3 separate regions of the Mus musculus genome follow, and all the other regions are linked to region 1. The links are chromatin contacts, called in public Hi-C maps. All regions are on one chromosome and are shown on one strand. Each heading gives the region's core, a stretch centred on a gene start, on an enhancer-like site or on the middle of the called end of the contact. The rest is flanking DNA. Distances are from core to core; before and after follow the strand shown.

Region 1 (4,175 bases), core at 1,661-4,160:
AATGGATAGTGTCCCCATGCTGTCTTAGAACTGCAGACCTAAACTTCTTCTCTATCCTGAAATGTCCCTAGACATTGGAGGAGGGAAACCCGGCCTAAACTCATGCATTGCATTAAGGAACACTCTGGCCTGGTAACTCCTCTGTCTTTGGAGAGGCGACATTTGTGCAGGATTCAGGTAGTTTGAGTCTAAAGACTCCCTGTATTTCTTTTACCTGGTGCTTGCATGGGTCGAGGGTTAGGTTTTATGCTCCCGTAGGAACGGTGCAGAGGCAAGCTGTCTTTGGTTCCTTCCACCGAGAGGTGTGCGGTGGCTGCCGCTGACAGTGTAGAGCCAAGGTGGCGTCTTCAGTGTAGAAGTATTCGTTTTCTCCAGAATGGACTCCAGAGCTTAAGACAGAGGAGATGAAGCCGCACTAGGGAGAGGCTGTGCCTTCTGAAAGATTTTCCTGATTGTTATGCCCAGGCGCTGTACCAAGCCTTCTAAACCTTGGTGTCTACTCTGCAGTGTGGTACCCATCTGGAAGACTTAGGAGGATGGCAGGGGCTCTTCGGGGAGCTGTTCAGGGAGTCAGTGGGTCCAGAGAGAAGCTCAGAGGGACTGGTTGTTGGAAGGTCATGGAGAAAGCAGGCAGTTTGCGTTTAGCTGAGTGCTGAAGGGTCATTCATATCTTGCAGCCTATGTTTGAAGCCTCTTCGTCTTCGTGTCAGGGATGCGTCAATGTTCGACAACCCCATTTCACACTCATCTCCCATAGCTGTCATCAGGGCCGTCTCCATGGCTCAGCTGCCGCTCTTATACCCATACCTGGGCCAGGTGACATCAAGTGCATGTCACATAGTCCTCAGCACCTGTGGGCACTAATTATGAAAGATGTCCACTTGTGGGTATTTTGGCCATGGGCTAGGTTGCTGGGAAAGGCCTGTCAGCCCTTTAGGGTAGCTGTTGAGGGGATGTCCTCCAAGTGCCCAGCCTAAAGCTAAGACCCCTGCAGATGGGACAGTGAGTGAGTGGAAACCCTTTGTCTGATCACAAGAAACACCTTTTGGTTTACACTGCTTCCTTCCCCCTTGGTCTGGGACATGTGCAGGCATGAGTTGATTGGAGTGTACACAGACAACAGGAGAACCCAGCATCAGATAAAGTGGAGCTAAAACGGGGGTCCACACAGATCAGCTTTGATAAAACACAAGTTTCACTAAAGCAATATGCACAGGAGCATTTGTATACTTTAAACTTGAAGCCTGTCCGTCTCGCTTTCCTAAGAAAGGGAGCCCACTATGCTATCTGACTCCGTGCTTTTAGAAATGACGGTGGTTCCTATAAATCACCAACAAGGGAGAGGCCGAAATTATAGCTTGCTTGGATGAAACCAACCAGAGATGTGTGGCCTCGGGCCATGTTCTCCAGAGGCCCTCATTAATTGAAAGCTGGAGTTTAATAAGATAAGTTGCTTTCTTAAACTGTTGCCATTAAAGGCATGAATATCAATGTAAAATCACACTAGATCTGACTCACGGAAGGATGGGGTCTCTTCACATGGTAGTCGCAGGTCCCTCTTGTAGCAAACGCAGTCACTAGGAGGTAAGGTGAACTGTTATCTGCTCTTGTCTGTGACACAATTGTGTGTCGCAGTTGGAGGGAGCGGTTGGGCATTTTGGTTTTAGGCTTTGTTCATATCTGAACTGAACCACACATGCCACCTCTGTTTAGTGACTGGAGGTGGCGAGTGCTTCGGTTTCTCCCCTGAGGCAAGCGGAAAGAGCTGTGTTATTCACTCCATAGCATTGAGCTGCTTTTCTGAATGAGGGTTCCCTGTAGCTACTGAGGGAGGGCAGCTTGGCTCGTCAGCAAGTGCACCCCATCCAGAGCCACGGGGTCTACTCTAGTGTCGGATGCTGAACCCTGCGTGCTCGAGAATCTGGGTGCCATTATCACCCCGTTCTCTGTCACGTTGAGTGGTGCCAGGAACCCTGTCCACCTGGCTGCCTTTACATGCTTCGGACATGCTTTTGAAGCAAGTGCGTTGGACCCTACAGGCGCAGGCTGCATCTGTCTGGGTGTAGGCAAATATGAGAGGAGACTGAAGCACTGGGGTGTGTTCGAATGGCTGGCGGGGTGTTGGGCTAGACATCCTTGTGTTGATCTACACCACACACCACGTGTGAGGGTGCTGTGGGGCCTGGCAGGTGCTACACCTGCAGGGCTACCCGGCCGTTGTGGGATAGGGAGCCGTGAACGTGCAACCAAGAGGAGGTGCAGGTGCCCGGAGGGGAACTTCAGGCAGGTTCTCAGGGTAATTTTTTTTTTTTTTAAATCTCTGGAGGAGGAAATGAAGATGCAAAGAAAGGACGGTTTGGCCCTTCTGCAGACACATAAAAATAATAAGGTGATTGCATCATCCCTTGCCTAGACTTCACCTCGCTGAACCAAAGCAGGAGGTTTTAGTTGTGGTTAAAGTGTGTTACATCCCACTTAGCATTTCAGAACAGCATGTTCCTGCCCTGAGTTGAGTATTTTGTCCCTCGTAGCTCTCACAGGAGACATACTACCAATCTTGAACCCTGTTTGGCTGGCTGTAGAGCAGGACCCGCTTCTGGTTCTGAGGCCAGCCTGGCAGGATCCCCACCAAGCAGAACTGTGTGTCACACCTCCAGGGTGGGTGGAGAGATAGCCTCCCGCTGTGAGTGAGATTGTGAAGTGGTTTCTGTGTCCCTATAAAAGGCCTCCACTTTTAACAGTTACTGCTATACGACGCAGAGGAGATAGGATACACGTTTGGTCCTTGAGAATATTTGCAGTCTGTACATAACTGTCAAGCCAGCGTGGCCATGGTAGATCTGTGACGACCGCTCAGCTTGCTTGCTGTGCTGGGGGGTTGTGGGGGGAGCACATTTGTTCCTCTGATGTTCAGAGGCATTACGTCATACCGGTAGGGTGCCTCTTGTGCACTGTCTCCAGCCGTCTCGTGATCGCTAAGCTATGAGACCCAGGCTGTTTAGATGCACATGTTCTCTTTGTGGCAAATGGGAAGTGAATGCAGTCCCTGGGCAGCCGTTGCCTGGCCTCGAGGCAGCCGTGGGCATTGAACCAGCATGGAAATCTCAGTAAATTCTCTGTCTGAGGGTGGAGAGAGGGGAAAGGCCTCATGGCTGCTATACTCAACATTGTTTAGACGGCTGGGTTAGGATCCCATAGAGGCGTGGTATAGCTGTGTTGTGGGTACCCCTCAGCCTCCTGGATGGCTCACTCAGTGGTGAGGATGGAGGCCGGTGCACCATCCAGGAGGACGTTGGCATTGCCTTCTCAGGAGTCAGCACCTACAGCAGAGACTGCCAGAGTCCTTCCTGGTCTCACAGTCCAAAATTCAGTTTCCTATGATTACTTGCCTTACATGCAAACCTGTTAGAAGTTTAAGACTCTTCAGTGTGGGCATTGTATGTAAAACACCCATCCAACGGAGGGTGTGCCTATTCTCGGACGCTTTTGTCTCTAAGAACTTGGGATAGGATACTGTCAGTCTATAAAAAGGACTTATTTATTCATCTTTTATTTATGTGTATGTGCGCATCATGTGTGTGCAGGTTGTTCTCAGGACAGAGGGCAGTGGAGCCCCTAAAACTAGATGTACAGGCAGTTATGAGCCATCTGAGGGTGCAAAGAACCCAGGTACACAAGAAGAGCAGTATATGCTCACAGCCGTTGAGCTGTCTTTCCAGCCCAACACCACCATTTTTGCCCCACTACCTTGACTGCCAGGAAACAGGACTTGAGGTTATGTTGCCACAGGTCTCACCTCTGGGTCTTCTTGATGTGATTTGAAATCTCTCTCAACCTTTACCTTTAGTTGTGATGTGGTTGTTACTCCAAGCCCCCCTCGCTGGGGTCAGCTCTCTGCATAGTGCTGTGTCGCGTGCGAGCTCTACACAGGAGGTTGGCATTTGCGCTCTACTGTAGCAGAATCTGAGCTGCATTGCTGAGCTTACTCGCAGGGTCTGGTCTCGCATCCCACTCCACAGATCCAGTCTGGAATTCCCAGCCTCAATCGTTGAGAGGCAGCGCTGTGTGGACTCCAGAGTCGCCTCTGTCCACAATCATTGCTCTCCATTCTGGGAATTTGAGTGTGAGGTCCTAGGTGTCACATGCCTTCTAGGTGTGAGTTGGATCCAGCTTAC
Region 2 (3,743 bases), core at 1,102-3,601, 160 kb after region 1:
GGACCGGTCGGCCTCCTGCACTTGTGTGCACCTGCCCTGCACTGAGTCCGCAGGATGCTGAGTTCCCTTTGAAGAGCTAAGCAGCTTGCCACTCCTCCCCTGGACACCAAGTTGATTGTTAGCATTGCTGCTGGTCAGCATTTTCTCGGAGGTTCCCTTCCCTCACCCTGGTTTTCAATAACGTTTTCCTTCTTTTATCAAGAAGGAGGCAATCTCAGAGTGACTGGAGCTTTCTTAATTATGAATGTTTAGCTGTGCTATCCAGCTTGTAGCTGGATCCTGCTTGTTTCTGTCTTGGACTCTTGCCTGCCTTGGGATGGGCTTTCTGCCCAGTGACTCACGGAAAGTGCTATATTAAAAACTTGGAGTTAGTGGTTTAAATCAACCAGCAAAGACATTCTAGAAAAACACACCCTGCCAGCTGATAGAGCCCCCATGCCCCGCTGGGGTGGGGGTGGATTCTGCCTCTTGTGCGTTCCCTTACCACAGTAATCTTCTCATTATCTTTCTCTTTGGTAACTAGAGGACAGGGAAAAATCAGATTTGTTGAACATTTTTTAACCTCACAGACAAAGTTTAGAAAAGGTAGGCTGGATTTAATGTGCCACACTGTTCTCTTTTCTGTGCCATGTTTACTTGTCCCTATAATTTTAAAGACTTCCATGAAGTTAATTTATAAAGTATTGATACGTATAGAAAAAGCTGTGTGTTTACCTGATTTAGGTTTATATCAATATGATGATTTATATGTGATAAATAATATAAAAGTGCACACACACACACACACACACACACACACACCAATTCCAGGCCATTGGTCTTGGCAACAGGCATTATTAACCACAGAGCTATCTCCCCGTCCCTCTTAAAAAACGGAATATTCAAATATGAAGTATAAGAAGCATAGTTTAAAAAAAAATACTGTTTAGACATGTGAAAATAGCTTAGTCAGCATCCCACTACACCCAAGGCTATACCTGTTCACCAGAACTCAGTCCCATCATTTACTCAAGCTAACCAGGCATAAGCCTAGAATCCCATGGCTCCCACTGGCCAGTATATAAGCAGAGTCCAAAAGCAATGCTCTACTTCACCCATCTGGAGAGAAGCCACCATGATCAGCCCTGTGGCTGGAGAGTCTTCTCCGGGATCCTGACCGTCAAATCGGAGACTTCTGTCAAAGACAGAAAACGACCTTCTAAGATATGTCAAATGGGTGAGTAGCCTTAGGGAGACAGGCTTAGGACTGTGGTTAGGAATCAGTGCATGAATTTTGTATGATAACCTCAGCATAGTGAAATTATACCAACTATGCATACACACACATGCACATATACACACATGTACATACATAAACAAAAACGCATACACATGCACATACATACATAATACACACAATATGCCTTCTTGCTTGCAACATGTAGTAAGATATTGTCAGGTACACTTTATGTTTCTCTTGTCTTGGAATCCCCTTATCTCTGTGAATGATACATTAAAATTATTAATTTAAAGACATTTATACCTTTCTGGCTCTTCATTCAAAGTTTATTGTTTGAAAGCAGGGTTACAGAGATGCCAATAAATTATCATATTCTATTTTATATAGGGGCAATTTGCTTTAACCTTATCAAAGAATTAAATAAGTCACCTCAGACAACCAACCAGTGAAAAAAACTTTTTCATTTATTTTTTTTTTACAGCTTAAAATCTGGATAAATAATTAATTTTTTTTTTTTTTTTTTTTTTTTTGGTAAAAGTGGAAGCAATTTGGGTGACTTTAAGTTACAGCAAATTGGGAGACTCAGAGTCCTCTAAAACCTTAGCAGGAAAAGTGATTATAGGCGTTTACATGAAACTCATTCACTCTCCCAATTCCCAGAAAGACATCACATGAACTAAGGAGATGATGGCTTCCATCTTACTCTGAAATTACTGTTTGCCCTTCTGACTCCCAAGACAGTAGAAGAAAAAAGGAAAAAAAAAAACAAAAAAACAAAAAAACAAAAAACAAAACCAACAACAACAAAAAACTACGATAAAAACAGGAAAAAAGCCATTTTACATTTTTCCCTTGCCTTAAACAAGTCTAATATTAATAATAATCACACATGCTGCCGAAGAGAGCCGCTTTCCTCCTGGTTTCTTTTGAAATGACTTCCTTTACTTTTTCTTTTAACCTACAAATGGAGATCTGGAAAGGGGTGGGTTTGGTCATTTCGAAACTTTCCTCCCCAGGCGTCTCAGTAAATAACCCCAGGCCATAGTCTGGGTCTTCTCTGTTCAAGTCTTCTGGGGGCGGAGACTGAGGAGGCCAGGGGCAAAGGTGGGGCTGGGGTGCTTGGCAGAGGGAGTAGAGGACAGGAAGAGGAGGAGGGAGCCATGGGGTGAACTCCCAGCAAGTGTACATAATGTCACACACAGAGAGACACACGGACACACATGCACACATATCATGCACAGTAGATTCAAGCTCAAGAATGAGAGAAGAGGAGGCGGAGGGAGGGAGAGGGAGAGCCGGAGAGGGAGAGAGCCGCGCGCGCGAGCGTTTCCTGGTTTGATGTCAGCTCTCCAACACTGGCTCCGAATTAGCCACAGTAATATTGGGCCCCTGCCCACTCAGCAGGCAGACGGCTTATCCAGCCAGCAACAGGCTTTTAATAAAACAAGATGTTGTCCCTTTACTAAGGCCAATGGACTCCTTTTCTCTGGCCCCGTGAAATATCCTTCCACCCCCCACCCCCACCCCCAGCAGCAGTTTCGGCAGCCCCCCACCCCACCTCACCACACCCCCCACCCCCACCCCAACTGGCATTCCCAGGGGCTCTGATCTCTGGCTCTGCTGTGTCTCCAAGGTTCACACCCAGTGTGCTGGCTCCTCCTGCAGCTTCTATTTGTGTTCTGCCTTCATACCCTGTCTGCCCTATCCAGCCCACCTCTCCCCCTTTCCTGCACTCCGGGTAGCTAGCAATAGACACAGACTGGGAGGCAGGCAGTCATCTGACCTCCTAAGAGACCAGCTTTCAGCTTTAAAGACACCAGTAGGAAAGGCTGGACAACCTGGATTTCATCCTCAGATCTGCCCTGCTCAACTGTGGCTTCGAACACACTGCTGTATGTGTGGCGGCTAGGTTCTCAGCTTGGAACGTAAGTAGCAGGTTGCTTATAGACCAGTAAAATATTGAGCTCCAAAGGCACTGAGAATCCCTCATTGCACACTCTTCTTAAGCACAGATGTCGTAGCCAGGTCAGTCACTACCAAATGGTCAGAGATGATATGGGAGTGAAGGCCTGCAGCGCTGGCTTGTGAGGCCCCTCCAAGTTGGGAGGAATCTGCTCTCCACGCCCACCCTTGTGTTTGCTACAAAGTTTTTGAGAGGAAATGGACCGAATGAGTGCTGTGGACCCGCTTGTGCCTTCTCTCACTCAAGATGCTCCCTGGCTTTGGAAGAGAAGAGAGGAGAAATGAGCAGAGGAACATCTGGGCATGTGGATGGAGTCAGAGCTGGGAATTGTGTCTTCTGGAGCTTAGCCCAGATCCACCCCGAGAGCAGCAGGGTCCTGGCAGGAAGCAGGGTGTACCAGCCAACATGGGAGAAGAGCTGCCGAATTCTAGCCAGGGTGACCAGAGAGCTGTTCAAATGGCAACCTCAGAGCGAGGAATGCAGAAAGCCCCCAATAAATGCAGAAAACCACAAGGATAGAACCCAGCACAAAAGCATCAGCTAAAGAATGTGAGCAGGAGG
Region 3 (4,222 bases), core at 1,395-3,894, 240 kb after region 1:
AGCCGCAGTTTCGCTGTAGACAAGAGAGCGTTACTACAAATACAACTTCATCAGCGAGGAAAGGCTCCTGGCTTGATGGCATTGTGGTGTCTCAGGCTGGAGCAAACAACCAAAACAACAAGTTTTGTCCCGCAGACAACAACAGTACAGAAATGTCTAGATTAAAGGTTGGGATCCTAGGCTGATCTAATCCCAGCAAGAAGAAACAGCCCACCTAGGGACAGGTGAAGTGGATGCAAAGAACCCCACACTGACCACCCTCTGAGCTAGAGAGTGATTTTTTTTTTTTTTTTTTTTTTTTTTTTTGCTGTCCTAGAACTAAATTTGTAGACTAGGTTGGCTTTGAACTCACAGAGATCAATTTGTCTTTACCTCCTGAGTTCTGGAATTAAAGGCATTTACCACCACACCTGGCTTTTTTCTTTTATTATTAAAAAATTAAACTTTATTTCTAAAAAAAAAAAAAAAAAGTGGGGAAAAAAAACCACACATCTTAGTTAACCAGACCCACAGTGTATACAACATGTGTATAGTCAGAGTAGCCATTCTGAATGGAAGTTTTGGTAAATTCTTACAAATCACATCTAGCTAATATTTTATTACACGGTGATTCAAACACCCAATTTCCACAGATGTGTGTGCATTGTTTAAACTGTGCTAATGGTCACAGCACTCTGAGCACTTTAACCACATCTCTGTGTGTCCTTCAGTGTCCTGTTTCCATTCACGTTGCTGCGCAATGGACAGCAGCACCTTTCTCTAGGACATTTTTGTCTTTTCAAACTGAAGCTGGCCCCATTACACTCCCTCCCCCACCTCCTCCCTTCCAGCCCCGCCGATCTCGATCTCCAGCTTCCACTCTTTGTCTATGAAGTAATCTACGCTTGGTGTCTCAGAATTGTGATCCCACTTTTTTTTTTTTTGAACATTAACAAATACCCTGAACACCCTAAGCACAGGAGAGGGTGACAGTTTATTGGCTACCCTGTCCCGCAATAAGTAAATCCCCGTTCACCACGGCCCTCTCCAGGTCTGCTGGCAGGAGTGATGCTTTTACAATCTAAAAACCAAAAGGTGATTTTTTTTTTTTTCTTTTTCTAATTGCACGAAGCACAGGAGCAAGAACACTACCAAGAAACCTCAGGGACACACTACATCTTGGGTTTGGTAAGTGACACACTTTTAAATCTGATACTTTAAAACTCATTTCAGAAGTCAAATAACCCAGCCCGCCACCTCCGACCCACCCCCCACGCCCTGTGAATTCTCTAGACTCTGTCACCTCGAAGGAGGGAGGGTGTAGGGGGTTGGGGGGAAGCTATTCGAAACAACAGGAAGTTTCTGTGGATCCTGACATTGGCCCCTGGTGACTGAGAGCCTAAATCAGTGAGTCATTCCCCCAAGACATAAGAAGCCGCGAGGACAAGTGAAGTCGATTGTTTAGTATTTCAAAATAAATAGAAGAACTGACAAAAACGGGGGGGAGGGTGGGGGGCTTTGTTGATAGGAAAGGCAAGATGCTTTTTAAAAACCCATCTGTAAGTGACAAGAAAGGCAAGTCAGATTTATTTTGTATTATGAGGGTCCTTACTTATTTTTTTTTTCAATGTTACTCCACAAGAGGTATTACAGGGCCACAGGAAAAATAGTTTCTAGGCAGCCAAATAGTAATTAATAATATCACAGGTAAGTTTGTGTGAGATATAAACTTTATGAGCTATTGAACACTGCTTCTGCATCATAAAGCCCACAGAGTCGGTAAGTCCGTGCAGTTCGGACAGGAAGTGAGTCCACACCGTGTTGCTCTTGGATCTGAAAAGTTCTGATGTTGGGCCAATGCTACAGCTTGTCTGAGGAAATAATACAAAAACCAGAGCCACAGAGGCCACGGAGTCAGATTTAGGTAAATGTCAACTCGTCTTAATTTCTGAACTGTCTCTCTTATTGGGTCACTAGTGACTTGGTGTCCAAAACCAAACCAAAACACCAAAAAGCTGAGGTTGGCTAACAAAATTCTCTTTCAGAAGCCTCAAATGACCTGTCGTCATGCATAGCTGTGCAGGGTAAAATATACAGAATAGAAATACATAAGAACATAAAAAGGGGCAGTAGCTAATATTTCTTCCTAGGAACAAGATGAAAGCAAGCTCAGAGAATCAGACTCTGCATTTGACAGTTAAGCTGGAAATCCAACAGCTAAGTCCCACAGGCACACCACCAAAGACCTCTTGTCACCCTTCTTATAAATAAGAACAAAAGCTGGACCCTCCGCAAAGGCAGTCAGGTGACCCGTGAGCCAGCAGCCGTCCCCACCAGGCTTCATGTCCATACTGTGGGACTCTGAAATCAACAAGTCACCAGACCACACACCAAGCAGGGCCTGCTCATTTCCCCGAGGGAAAATAACTATGTTTAAAATGAAAGTATGACCAACCCTGGCCTCAAGGCTGCTCAAACGATCTTGAGGAAGTTTCAAACACACCGAATTAGCAATCTGTCTGTCTTCAATTACAGAAGTACTAAAAGCCAAAATTAGCCGATTATGCTCAATGCACCCGAGTTTAAAAATGACCCCGCGAGCTTCTGCCATAGAAATCCCTACATTGTCACTGCACGATAAAAAGAGCCCTGGGACACTCACTCTTGTCCAACCACATTGCAGGTGGCAGAGTCCTTAAGGACGGTGACCTCCACAGGACCTTGCAGAGGGTATTTTATTTCTCTCTCTCTCTCTCTCTCTCTCTCTCTCTCTCTCTCTCACACACACACACACACACACACACCACGACTATATATTGTAGCTAAACTCAAGGCAGCCATGTACCAAACTCACATGACTGTGAAAGCCACCACCCCAGAGAAAGATGACTTAAAGCAGGCCCACGGGAGGGTAGAGTGACTGAGATGGACAGCCCCTGGCCCCCGGGGGTGAGCATCACACTTTCTAATGAACATAACTGAAATTGCCATTAAAGAGGATATCTGCATATCTTCTCCGCAACCCTGTGGTTTCGGAGTCCTGTGGTTGCAGGGATCTGCAAGAACCCCTGATAACTGGAGAATCAATGTCCCTGACACAGAAGCAGCAGAGTATGTAGAATTAATTTGGCTTTGGGATTTAATTCAAATAACTTAGGCCTAGAATAGAAGACAGGCAGCTGGACGTTTTGCTTTCTGGAACATTCCATGTAGTGGGACCTGACTTAGGTGGGTGAAGTTCTTGACCCTGAACAGAAAATAAAATGCTAAAAATAGTTCTGAGAATACTGCCTGTCTTCATAGCCAACCCTAGAATGTAGAATGTGCTACGTGTCTGTGAAATGGAGCCAGAGACTCTAAGAACAATGACCCCATGCCGGGTCCTCAAAGAAATACGCTGGAGCCTAGGACACAGGGTTTCTTTTCATCTCTGTCATAAAATGTAAGCACAAACTTCACTGTGAAACCCTTACCCCTGAGACCTTCCTCAGAACCTAGGAGAAAAATCCCTTACTCAGAATCCAGGTCTTCCCCAAGAGGGTGAACCCAGAGAAGCCTTTTCTAGGGGTATGGCCGATTGAGAGCCCAAGGTGTCTCCAACGGTCTTTTTCCCACCTTGTTTTTCTGATCTTGCTGTTCTTGTGAGACAGGGTCTCATAAGGTTATATAGCCCAGGCCGGCCTGGGACTCCCTGAGAGCCCAGGCTGGCCTTTCTACCCCAGCCCCGCAAGTGCTTGACATTAGAGATCTCTGTTATCATGCTTGGCTGCCTGGCTTCTCTCCCACTTTTTGACATAAACAACAGCAATATTTTACTGAACCAAACAGAGCTCAAGCCAGCCAGACCTCTGGCATTCCGTTTCCTCCCGTCAGCCTCACAGCCCTGTAGAAGTGTCTATAGTAGTCTTCCAGTTTTGTCATTGGGTTCCACTTAGCAACCCACACAAAAACTAAGAAGCCAGGAGAGGGATAGGTAAGACAGTGTGTGGGCTTCATTGATAGGCTCATGGAACTTCGAAGTTCAAATGAGGCCCCAGGGGAATGGTTCAGGGACATCAGTGTTGTGGGTGCCCTGCCTCTGGCAGGGACTGGCATCTGTCCAGACTGTAGCTCCTGTGTGCTCGGCTCTCATTTCCAGCAACCTGTACCCCTGTTTCCTTCCTGGTCTCTCAGCTATGGAAAAACACAAACAAGGAGGTGGGACCATTTTAGGTAGTCCTAGAGGCAAAGGTTGTGTGTCCCA

What was found. A called contact is a pair of places that touch in the nucleus more often than the background predicts.
Region 2: a Hi-C map of bone marrow-derived macrophages shows a contact between it and region 1, with 33 read pairs. The contact joins two enhancer-like sites. A contact is called at or near these places in 5 of 484 Hi-C or Micro-C datasets (bone marrow-derived macrophages, cardiomyocytes, cranial neural crest and 2 more), 6 of 115 datasets of contacts at active chromatin or transcription factors (CD8 T cells, T-cell acute lymphoblastic leukemia, effector CD8 T cells and 2 more) and 1 of 9 other capture datasets (embryonic stem cells).
Region 3: a contact with region 1 is called in a Hi-C map of bone marrow-derived macrophages, with 36 read pairs. The contact joins two enhancer-like sites. A contact is called at or near these places in 3 of 15 datasets of contacts at CTCF or cohesin (the NIH/3T3 cell line, embryonic stem cells and large pre-B cells), 11 of 484 Hi-C or Micro-C datasets (the 63-12 cell line, B cells, CD4 T cells and 7 more) and 15 of 115 datasets of contacts at active chromatin or transcription factors (the 230-238 cell line, CD8 T cells, the HPC-7 cell line and 11 more).

Annotation. Positions count from the first base shown.
Region 1 is chr2:128,150,756-128,154,930 of GRCm38.p6, forward strand. The region is part of intron 3 of Bcl2l11 (BCL2-like 11 (apoptosis facilitator)); the gene reads left to right. Among named protein-coding and RNA genes, the nearest start is that of Gm14009, 17 kb to the right of the region's middle. Within about 2 kb of position 2,911, at least 77 of the 459 cell types and tissues checked have an H3K27ac peak or open chromatin away from gene starts, as enhancers often do. A contact at or near this core is called in the 230-238 cell line, the 63-12 cell line, B cells and 5 more, where this site is marked.
Region 2 is chr2:128,309,935-128,313,677 of GRCm38.p6, forward strand. All of the region lies in intron 2 of Morrbid (myeloid RNA regulator of BCL2L11 induced cell death), which reads right to left. Among named protein-coding and RNA genes, the nearest start is that of Gm14010, 110 kb to the right of the region's middle. Within about 2 kb of position 2,352, at least 123 of the 459 cell types and tissues checked have an H3K27ac peak or open chromatin away from gene starts, as enhancers often do. A contact at or near this core is called in CD8 T cells and bone marrow-derived macrophages, where this site is marked.
Region 3 is chr2:128,391,232-128,395,453 of GRCm38.p6, forward strand. All of the region lies in intron 1 of Morrbid (myeloid RNA regulator of BCL2L11 induced cell death), which reads right to left. Among named protein-coding and RNA genes, the nearest start is that of Gm14010, 29 kb to the right of the region's middle. Within about 2 kb of position 2,645, at least 56 of the 459 cell types and tissues checked have an H3K27ac peak or open chromatin away from gene starts, as enhancers often do. A contact at or near this core is called in the 230-238 cell line, the 63-12 cell line, B cells and 5 more, where this site is marked.